3 separate regions of the Macaca mulatta genome follow, and all the other regions are linked to region 2. A link is a contact called in public Hi-C data. All regions are on one chromosome and are shown on one strand. The core of a region is the stretch at or near the end of the contact, and the rest is flanking DNA. Distances in the headings are between cores, read along the strand shown.

The links. Hi-C and Micro-C count contacts between places; a contact is called where the count stands out from the background.
Region 1: a contact with region 2 is called in a Hi-C map of cortical neurons, with 4 times the contacts expected there. The contact joins the promoter of NCAPD2 here to the promoter of GAPDH in region 2. A contact is called at or near these places in 3 of 14 Hi-C or Micro-C datasets (cortical neurons, fetal cortex germinal zone and liver).
Region 3: a Hi-C map of liver shows a contact between it and region 2, with 2.0 times the contacts expected there. The contact joins the promoter of VAMP1 here to the promoter of GAPDH in region 2. A contact is called at or near these places in 3 of 14 Hi-C or Micro-C datasets (CD4 T cells, cortical neurons and liver).

Annotation. Positions count from the first base shown.
Region 1 is chr11:7,444,452-7,447,469 of T2T-MMU8v2.0, forward strand. NCAPD2 (non-SMC condensin I complex subunit D2) reads left to right here and starts at 1,637. Exons shown (of 32, transcript XM_001105024.5): 1 at 1,637-2,407. It overlaps MRPL51 (mitochondrial ribosomal protein L51), which reads right to left and starts at 1,585. Exons shown (of 3, transcript NM_001194316.2): 1 at 1,316-1,585; 2 at 1,120-1,230; 3 at 313-725. The coding sequence starts at 1,394. The coding sequence ends at 529.
Region 2 is chr11:7,484,386-7,487,384 of T2T-MMU8v2.0, forward strand. GAPDH (glyceraldehyde-3-phosphate dehydrogenase) reads left to right here and starts at 1,416. Exons shown (of 9, transcript NM_001195426.1): 1 at 1,416-1,458; 2 at 1,728-1,773. The coding sequence starts at 1,745. LOC144332744 (a long non-coding RNA gene) reads right to left here and starts at 793. Exons shown (of 2, transcript XR_013400804.1): 1 at 389-793.
Region 3 is chr11:7,424,697-7,427,816 of T2T-MMU8v2.0, forward strand. It overlaps VAMP1 (vesicle associated membrane protein 1), which reads right to left and starts at 1,756. Exons shown (of 5, transcript NM_001261331.1): 1 at 1,616-1,756. The coding sequence starts at 1,617. It overlaps LOC144332754 (a long non-coding RNA gene), which reads left to right. Exons shown (of 2, transcript XR_013400815.1): 2 at 1,551-3,024.

The DNA.
Region 1 (3,018 bases), core at 387-2,886, 40 kb before region 2:
ATCCTAAGATCTAGAAGGAGTCAAGACTTCACAGTCGGCGAGCACGTTGGCTCACTCCTGTAATCCCAGCATTTTGGGAGGCCGAGGTGGGCGGATCATGAGGTCAGGAGATCGAGATCATCCTGGCTAACAGGGTGAAACCCCGTCTCTACTAAAAATACAAAAATTTAGCTGGGCATGGTGGCGGGCACCTGTAGTCCCAGCTACTCAGGAGGCTGAGGCAGGAGAATGGCGTGAATCCGGGAGGCGGAGCTTGAAGTGAGCCAAGACCGCGCCACTGCACTCCAGCCTGGGCAACAGAACGAGACTCTGTCTCAAAAAAAAAAAAAAAAAAAAAAAGACTTCACAGTCTACATGAGTAAGTAGAGGCAGCATCTAGAGGAAAACAGAAGTATGTGGCTATCAAATTCCAAAGAAGCCCCATTTTATTACAGAGAAAATACAAAGCTGTTTCCTCACAGGGAAGAGTACAGTTTCCCTTCTCCAGGGTGACAGATGAGCCTTTTCCGAAGTTCTCAGCTTTCTCTTCTACCGAAACCTCCCACGTCGGTTAAAGTGTTTGTAGAGATAGCGGATGCGTTTATGAAGGTTGTGCAGGTCATCAGCGAACATTCTACTTCCAACCATTTTCTTCTTTCGGATACAACGTTGCAATTCATTCCCTTTCCAACCTCGAAGCCATATGGGCCCCCTGATCAGTTCTTTGGGGTGCTTTTCAAAGTTTCCTGTGTAATGTGAGAGAACACATTAGATCCAAGACAAGAGAACCCATCCTACACCAGCTAAGCTTTCAACCCACAGTTGCATCTTGCTTAGCAGCACCTATAGACAAGACACATCACAGTACAGAACAATAGCAGAGACTCTGGAGCCAGACTGCTTGGGGTTAAAATTCTTATACTATCATTTATTAACTTTGGAAAAATTGTTAACTTTTACTTATGAAGTAAAAATTATATGAGGGTACTCAGAACAGTGACAAACACAATGTAAACAGCTACATAAGTGTTTGCTCTTACTATTGAGCACAGTACCACTCTCTACACAGGAGAAAAAGATAGTCATTACAGAGTAATTGCTATTCTGAAATTGTGTACCACGTCGAAGGTCAAGTCGTACCCAGGATCCCGATGTTGTCATACACTCCGAACATGGCCCTCTTCTCGTTCCAACGATCAACCACTTTGGGGGGCGGGAGAGTGAGCCTTATACCGATCAATCTCGGCACACCTAGGGATGGGGAAGGGAGGGAATTAGTCTGAGCCGCCTATTATACTACGAAGCAGTTATCCGGATGTCTACAGCAGCCACTTACCAAGAGAGAAGCTTCTGCACGCCAGAGGCACCCAGTTCCACAGGCGCCTGCCTGCCCCAGATAAGAGGCTCCCTGCCATTTCTCTAGTCTCCCCGCTTCAACAACACACCAAATAAGTCCAGGAGTGAGGGCCACACGTGGCCCTCAAGATGACGACAGGAACCGTCCCCGCCGACTTCACACGAGGGCAGCCATCTTGGGCCTTACCCAGGTAGCTGTGGGCGCAGGGCCCACCTACGCCCCATCAACTACAGCCACAAGCCCCGCCCCCCGGGTTCCGGCCGAAGGGGCCTCTACCACCCTTCCCGCCTCATTGCTTCCGGTTCGCCCGCCGGAAGTTTTGGAGCGCCGGACAAGCTGAGGTCCGCGACTGGTTGCTAAGATTCCCCAAAACTGAGATTTCAAGAAAATTCACCCTTTCTGCTTTTTTTGGCGTCCTTCAACTGTGAAGGAAATGAAGGTTGAGAACCTGGAACCCGCTTCCAAAAACCAAGCCCTTTCTCTGTGCCTCACAACAGTCTTGCGCTGTAGCTTTTTTTATTACCCCCATTTTACTACTGGGAAGGAAATTTGAGGCCCTGAAAGTGAAGTGACTTGCTGGACGTCACTTAGCGGAGGAGATGGAGAAACCTGGATTAGAGGCGATGTCTTCTAACTCCCAGCGTGGACTGGCCTCCTTTCCTGGGGGTGACTGAATGATTCACTATTCCAGGGCACTACTACTGCCCAGCCAGGGACGCGACATCTCTGGCCGGCAGAAATACGGCCTCCTCCCCGCCGACCGGGCAAAGGGGTACCTTGCCGGAGCGGAGCCTTGGCACGTCCCCAGGCGGCGCTGTGATTGGCCGGCCGCTCCAGCGAGCGTCGCGATTGGCCCCCTGGCAGCCGTTGAAATTTGAACTCGGTATTTGTGGCTTTGCCCGCGCGTTGCCAGACTCAGAGGCGGCCCTTTGCCTCTGCCTGCCGGGGATTGGCCGGATTCTCCGCCAACTTGAAAACTGCCTTGCTAATTGGTGCGTGTTGTGCCCGAGTGTTTTTTCCTTTTCATTTCAGCCTGACTGCCGGAGTCAGAGCCGCGGGTGAGATCCCCAGGTAAGATGTGGTGTTGCAGGTCGTAAAAGAGTAGAAAAATCGAGTACATGTCAGTATGACCCAGTATTGGGCAATATACAATAGGCAGGGAGGTCTAGTAGATATAACCTTGGGGCGCGATGTGGGAGAAACTGTGAGTCTGACAGATCCGCAACGGAAGATGTTAAGCAAATCGCTTAACTTTCTTACTGCAATATCCGCTCTGTAAACTCATTTGTATTATTATGCACCTCATGGGATTGAGGTTAGGAGACTTAGATCAGATATGATGCATGCAAATAGCCTAACAGACCTGGCACAGGATAAATAAATCATCATTGTTAATGCTCTTACCATTCTGGTGCAGGAAGCCCACTAGCCCATGCTGGGGCACTGTTCTGGCCTCAGATGAGATCGGACCATTCTCTACTTAAGGAGCTTTGCACATAAAAATGGAAATAATACTTTGCACATTAATATGTCACTTTATAGTTCTTTAAACACCTTTATACTGCTTGATTCGTTTGATCATCAGAGCAACTTTGTGAAGTAATCAGAGTTTAGTAACCCTGTTTTTACAGATAAAGTCCAGGGGTTTAACTGACACGATCAAGTGCCAGTGTCACTACTAG
Region 2 (2,999 bases), core at 166-2,665:
TGGTTCTGGGTCCCAGGAGGAAAGGCAATCCCAGAAAGACAGGGACAAGGACTGGAGTCCTGTGGGTGCCTTTTAAGCAAAGATTATCACCAGGCGGGCTAAACTTAGCAAACGGCTTTTAGCTAGAAGGGCAGGGGGCTGGTGTCAGGTTATGCTGGGCCAGCAAAGAGGCCCAGGATCCCCCTCCCATGCACCTGCTGATGGGCCAAGGCCACCCCACCCCACCCCCTTCCTTACAAGTGTTCAGCACGCTCCCATCCCACACTCACAAACCTGGCCCTCTGCCCTCCTACCAGAGAAATGGATACCCTGTGGGAAGGGGCAGGGGGCCTGTTCCCACCATGTGCCCAAGACCTCTTTTCCCACTTTTTCCCTCTTCTTGACTCACCCTGCCCTCAATATCCCCCAGCGAAGCCAGTGAAGGGGAGTCCCTGGCTCCTGGCTCGCCTGCACGTCCCAGGGCGGGGAGGCACTTCCGCCCTCACGTCCCGCTCTTCGCCCCGGGCTGGATGGAGTGAAAAGCACACTGTCTCTCACCCTAGGCAGCACAGCCCACGGGGCTCCAGGAGTGACTTTGTGGGAGGCCTCTGGGCCCCCACCAGCCATCCTGTCCTCCGCCTGGGGCCCCAGCCCGGGGAGAGCCGCTGGTGCACACAGGGCCTGGATTGTCTGCCCTAATCATCAGGTCCAAGCTACAGGGCTGCAGGACATCGTGACCTTCCGTGTAGAAACCTCCCCCTCAAGCCGCCTCCCGAGCCTCCTTCCTCTCCAGGCCCCCACTGCCCAGTGCCCAGGCCAGGCCTCGGTCCCAGAGAGGCCAGGAGCCAGGAGATGGGGAGGGGGAAGTGGGGGCTGGGAAGGGCCCACGGGCCCCTCCTAGCCCTTTGCTTCAGCTATTCCGGTGTCACTACCGCAGAGCCTCGAGGAGAAGTTCCCCAACTTTCCCGCCTCTCAGCCTTTGAAAGAAAGGGGAGGGGGCAGGCCGCGTGCAGCCGCGAGCCGTGCAGGGCTCGGGCTCCAATTCCCCATCTCAGTCGCTCCCAAAGTCCTGTTTCATCCGTGCGTGTAAGGGCCCCCGTCCTTGACTCCCTAGTCTCCTGCTGCCCACACTCCAGTCCTGGGAAGCAGCACCGATCACCTCCCATCGGGCCAGTCTCAGTCCCTTCCCCCCTCCGTCGGGGCCCACACGCTTGATGCGTGCCCAGTTGAACTAGGCGGCTGCGGAAAAAAAAAAAGAGCAGGGAGAAAGCAGGGCCCCGCTACTCGCGGTTTTACGGGCGCACGTAGCTCAGGCCTCAAGTCCTTGGACTGGGACTGGCTGAGCCCGGCGGGAGGCGGGGTCAGAGTCACCGCCTGCCGCCGCGCCCCCGGGTTTCTATAAATTGAGCCCGCAGCCTCCCCCTGCGCTCTCTGCTCCTCCTGTTCGAGAGTCAGCCGCATTTTCTCTTGCATCGCCAGGTGAAGACGGGCGGAGAGGAGCCCGGAGGCTAGGGACGGGCCTGAAGGCGGCAGGAGCGGGCGTGGGCCGGACGTGTTCGCGCCGCTGCGGGGTGGGCGCGGGCCAGGGTCCGGGTCCGGGCCCGGGCTGCCTCCGCATTGCAGGGGCGGGCGGAGGACGTGATGCGGCGCGGGCTGGGCATGGAGGCTGGTGGGGGGAGGGGAGGGGAGGGGAGGCGTGGGTGTCGACCGGGACCACTAGGCGCTCACTGTTCTCTCTCTCCGCGCAGCGCATCCCTGAGACACCATGGGGAAGGTGAAGGTCGGAGTCAACGGGTGAGTTCGTGGGTGGCTGGGGGGCCCTGGGCCGCCCGCAAACTGCGTCTACGAGCCTTGCGGGCTCCGGGTCTTTGCTGTCGTATGGGGTAGGGTAGCTGCGTCCGGCAAGGAGAGCTCAAGGTCAGCGCTCGGACCTGGCGGAGCCCCGCACCCAGGCTGTGGCGCCCTGTGCAGCTCCGCCCTTGCGGCGCCATCTGCCCGGGGCCTGCCTTCCCTAGTCCCCAGGAACAGGAGGTCCCTACTCCCGCCCGAGATTCCATCCGACCCGGACCCCTAGCTGGGGACGCTTTCTTTCCTTTCGCGCTCTGCGAGGTCACGTGTCGCAGAGGAGCCCCTCCCCCATGGCCTCCGGCACCGCAGGCCCCGGGATGCTAGTGCGCAGCGGGTGCATCCCAGTCCGGAGGCTGCGCCTGCGGTAGAGCGGCCGCCATGTTGCAACCGGGAAGGAAATGAATGGGCCGCCGTTAGGAAACCCTGCCGGTGACTAACCCTGCGCTCCTGCCTCGGTGGGTGGAGTCGCGTGTGGCGGGGAAGTCAGGTGGAGCGAGGCTTCCCGGCCCCTGCTCTCAAGTCGGCCCCTGAGCTGCAAGCCCTATTTCCCCTCCGGGTGATGCTTTTTCTAGATAATTCTCTGGTAAATCAAAGAAGTGGGTTTATGGAGGTCCTCCTGTGTCCCCTCCCTCCAGAGGTGTGGTGGCTGTGGCTTGGTGCCAAGCCGGGGGGAGCTGAGTCATCGGTAGTTGGAAAAGGACATTTCCACCGCAAAATGGCCCCTCTGGCGGTGGCCCCTTTCTGCAGCGGCGGCTCACCTTATGGCCCCCCTCTTCCCCTGCCAGCCTAGCGTTGACCCCACCCCAAAGGCCAGGCTGTAAATGTCACCCGGAGGATTGGGTGTCTGGGAGCCTCGGGAAACCTGCCCTTCTCCCCATTCCGTCTTCCAGAAACCAGATCTCCCACCGCACCCTGGTCTGAGGATAAATATAGCTGCTGACCTTTCTGTAACTGGGGGCCTGGGCTTGGGCCGTCTCCCATCCCTTCTCCCACACACATGCACACACCTGTGCTCCCACTCCTGAATTCTGGAAAAGAGCTAGGAAAGGACTAGAAGCTTGCAAATTAAAGCCCTGGGACTAGGGGGTTAAAAAACAACTTCCCCTCTTCCCCCGGCCCAATCTCTGTCCCTTTTGTAGGCGGGTCTTAGAGAAGGGGTGGGCTTGCCCTGT
Region 3 (3,120 bases), core at 506-3,005, 59 kb before region 2:
ATACTTCACAGGAGCAGTCCAAGAGTAAATGCAACAAAAATGAAACCATCACAAAGTCACCAAAAAGGAAACTATTTGACTAATAGAACTAATACCCAGAAGCTCCTCCTCCTTGATTAAGTGAATTTCTTTTAGTCTAAAAAGATAAAGAATAACTCCTCAGAGAGGCTATAGTAGCAGATTACACCTGACTCATTCTCCACTTAAAGGATCACTTTCCCATTTCCCTCTAAGGTGCAAAGGAGGTAAAGCAAAGATAGATACAAAGTCATGGGAGCCATAAGACTCTTGTCCTGCCACTGAGCTAGCTAAGCAATCTAGTTCTCGACTTAAGGCAGAAAATTCAATGACTAGGTAGCAGCCAGGGTTGGAAGCAGTCCAGGATGGTGGCACCAATGACAAGATTAAGGTCAGAGACCTCGTGATGCCCCGCTAGCCACCAGGATTTCTCCGTTGCCTTCTGTTCATCCCACGTGGATACCATCTGGAGGCCCCCGCCCCAAAATGAAAACAACTGGAATTCTACGGCTTGCCCAAAATGCATAGAACACTCATATCTGGTTAAAACCATAGTAATCAAAAGAAAAAGTGAAATGGCTATGAAGTATTTGCAAGGCCAATTTCACTTACTACTTGTTGGGAGTTGGAAACATTCAGCAGTAAAATATCTAGGGATAATTACAACCCTTATGTAACACAAGTAAATCTTTCCCTTTTTTGTCACTTATAGAAGCAACATAAATACATCTAGGACCAGGCCAGGGTAGGAATCAGAAAGAAAAAATCTGTATTAGACATATTGAGGTCTTGAAAGAGAAGTACTTCATTTGTTTAGCCGTAGTTTTCCCACAGGATCTTGTGAAGGGGGTGATGTTGAAGATTGCTGGAGACTAAACTGTGTGTGTTGGAGGAAAGGAGGAAGCTCCGCTCTCCCTATTTCTCCTCCAAATATTTGATAAGACTCGGTGATAGAAAAACGTCTCTTATACGAGCGGCCTCGGCATGAACAGCCGCTTGGGATGACAGGCCACTATCCCACTACCCCTTGAGTCTTTCTGAGCTGCTCACCTGGTGCCAGAGAACTGGCAGATAAGTTTCTGGAACTTTGCTCACTGCCATGAGGGGGGCTAGACATCACACTTTGGGTGAGGGGTAAACAAATCCAGAGATTGTAGGGCAACCCAAGTTAACAACTGGCAGTTGCACCCATGACTGTCTTTCCTGAAGCGCTAAGCAGTTATTTAGCCAGATGACAGAAATGCCTTTCGAGTCCCTTGCCCAGTTGTCCCCATCCACCACCCCCAGCCCCCGCCCTCTCCGAGTCTCCACTATACTAAAACCAGAATGAGGCGCCACTCAGACGACAGGAGAGGGTGCAGTGATTGCGGGACCCCTGTGCCCCTGCACTGCCCGTGGGGTGCTAGCTGTGGCTGGTGCGAGAATGGGGTGCTAGCCCCCCTCCCTGGGGGTGGCCCGGTCCGGAGGCGGCGCGCGGTGGTGACTCCCCGCGTTGCTGCAGCTGCTGCAATGCGCCATTTTCCGTCCCGCAGAGTCGGGAGCTTGGAGTGAGAGTTGTCAAGGAGGTGCCGAGCCTCCCACACCAGAGTCAACTCACATTTTTCTGACAGAGAGAGTGAGGGTCTGTTCCTCTCCCGAGGCTGCGGCGAGACACCCGGCGGGGGACGCTGCAGCTGAAGTGGACGGAACTGACGAGCTCCGCCTGGCGCCGACCACTCCGAGGTCTAGCTGCGGTGGAACTTACTGCAGCTGCCGCGCCGGCCCCCGCCTTTATTAGCGCTGACCACGCCTCCCGGATAACGGTGACAACCCCGTGGCCCAATCCATGCCCAGGACGGTCGCCCAGCGCTACAGGCCTAGCCCGCCCCGCCCCTGCCAATTGCCAGTCACAAGTCTCCTCTCATCCGACTCCGGAAAGGAGCGGTTGCTGTGAGGAGCCTTCGGTGATCAATGCAACCATAGCTTGCGCTCCAGTCTGGCGGAGGGACGGGGCGGGGTGGAGGTGAGGTCTGTGCCTTCGGAGGGCGCTTCAGCAGTTCATTAGGCGTTTGTGGTGCCTCCCAACCAATCGCTGGGCAGTTACTGAAGACCGTGTCCGCCCCTGCCCCGCCCCGTGCCCGGACTCGCGCGTTCCGCGGGAGGCGGTGGCTCCCTGGGGCGCGCCCAGCCCTGGTGCCCAGCCCTGGTGCCCAGCCCTGGCCCTCGCTCCGCCCCTACCGCCCCGCCTCTGACTAACGCTCTGAGGGTGCGGGAGCTTCGAGACACAGCCACAAGCTCCCGGTGCCAGATAGCAGATGCGGGGTTCAGTCCCACCAAAGCAAGCATGAAACTTTCGTTCCTCAGTTTCTTTCAACATAGCCTTCCTAAATTGAACTCCCTCCCAAATCTGCTCCAGTCCAGGTTACCACATCGACTCAGTAGCCCAGACCAGAAACCTGGAAACCATCCTAGATTGCCTCCCCTTCACCTTTACCTCTCCCCCAGTTATCTGCCAAGTCCAGCTGATTTTTCCTTCTTGGTATTCCAGTAGTTATTTCCCCTCTGCTCACTATTATCCGTTTCCTGGACTCTATCAGTTGGAAAATTCACCATTATTTTATGTTCCACTAAGAAAAAAGGTTATATGGCGGGGCGCAGTGGCTCACACCTGTAATCCTAGCACTTTGGGAGGCCGAGTCAGGCAGATCACCTGAGCTCAGGAGTTCGAGACCAGCCGGGCCAACATGGCGAAACCTCTGTCTCTACTAAGAATACAAAAATTAGCCGGGTGTGGTGGCGGGCACTTGTAATCCCAGCTACTGGGGAGGCCGAGACAAGAGAATCGCTTGAACCTGGGAGCCAGCGGTTGCAGTGAGCCGAGATCAGGCCACTGCACTCTGGCCTGGGCAACAAGCAAGACCCTGTTTCAAAAAAAAAGGTTGCAAATTATCTGTGACAAATGCTTTCCTTACCATTTAGCATTTTTGCTTTACATGTATTGAAAATACAGATTTATATACATACCAATTTCTATCATAGTTCACTCTTGTGCATGCATAAAAAGGGAAATAGAAAACAATAACATGGTAACTATCCCTAAAACTTCACATTCAGAAACTGATT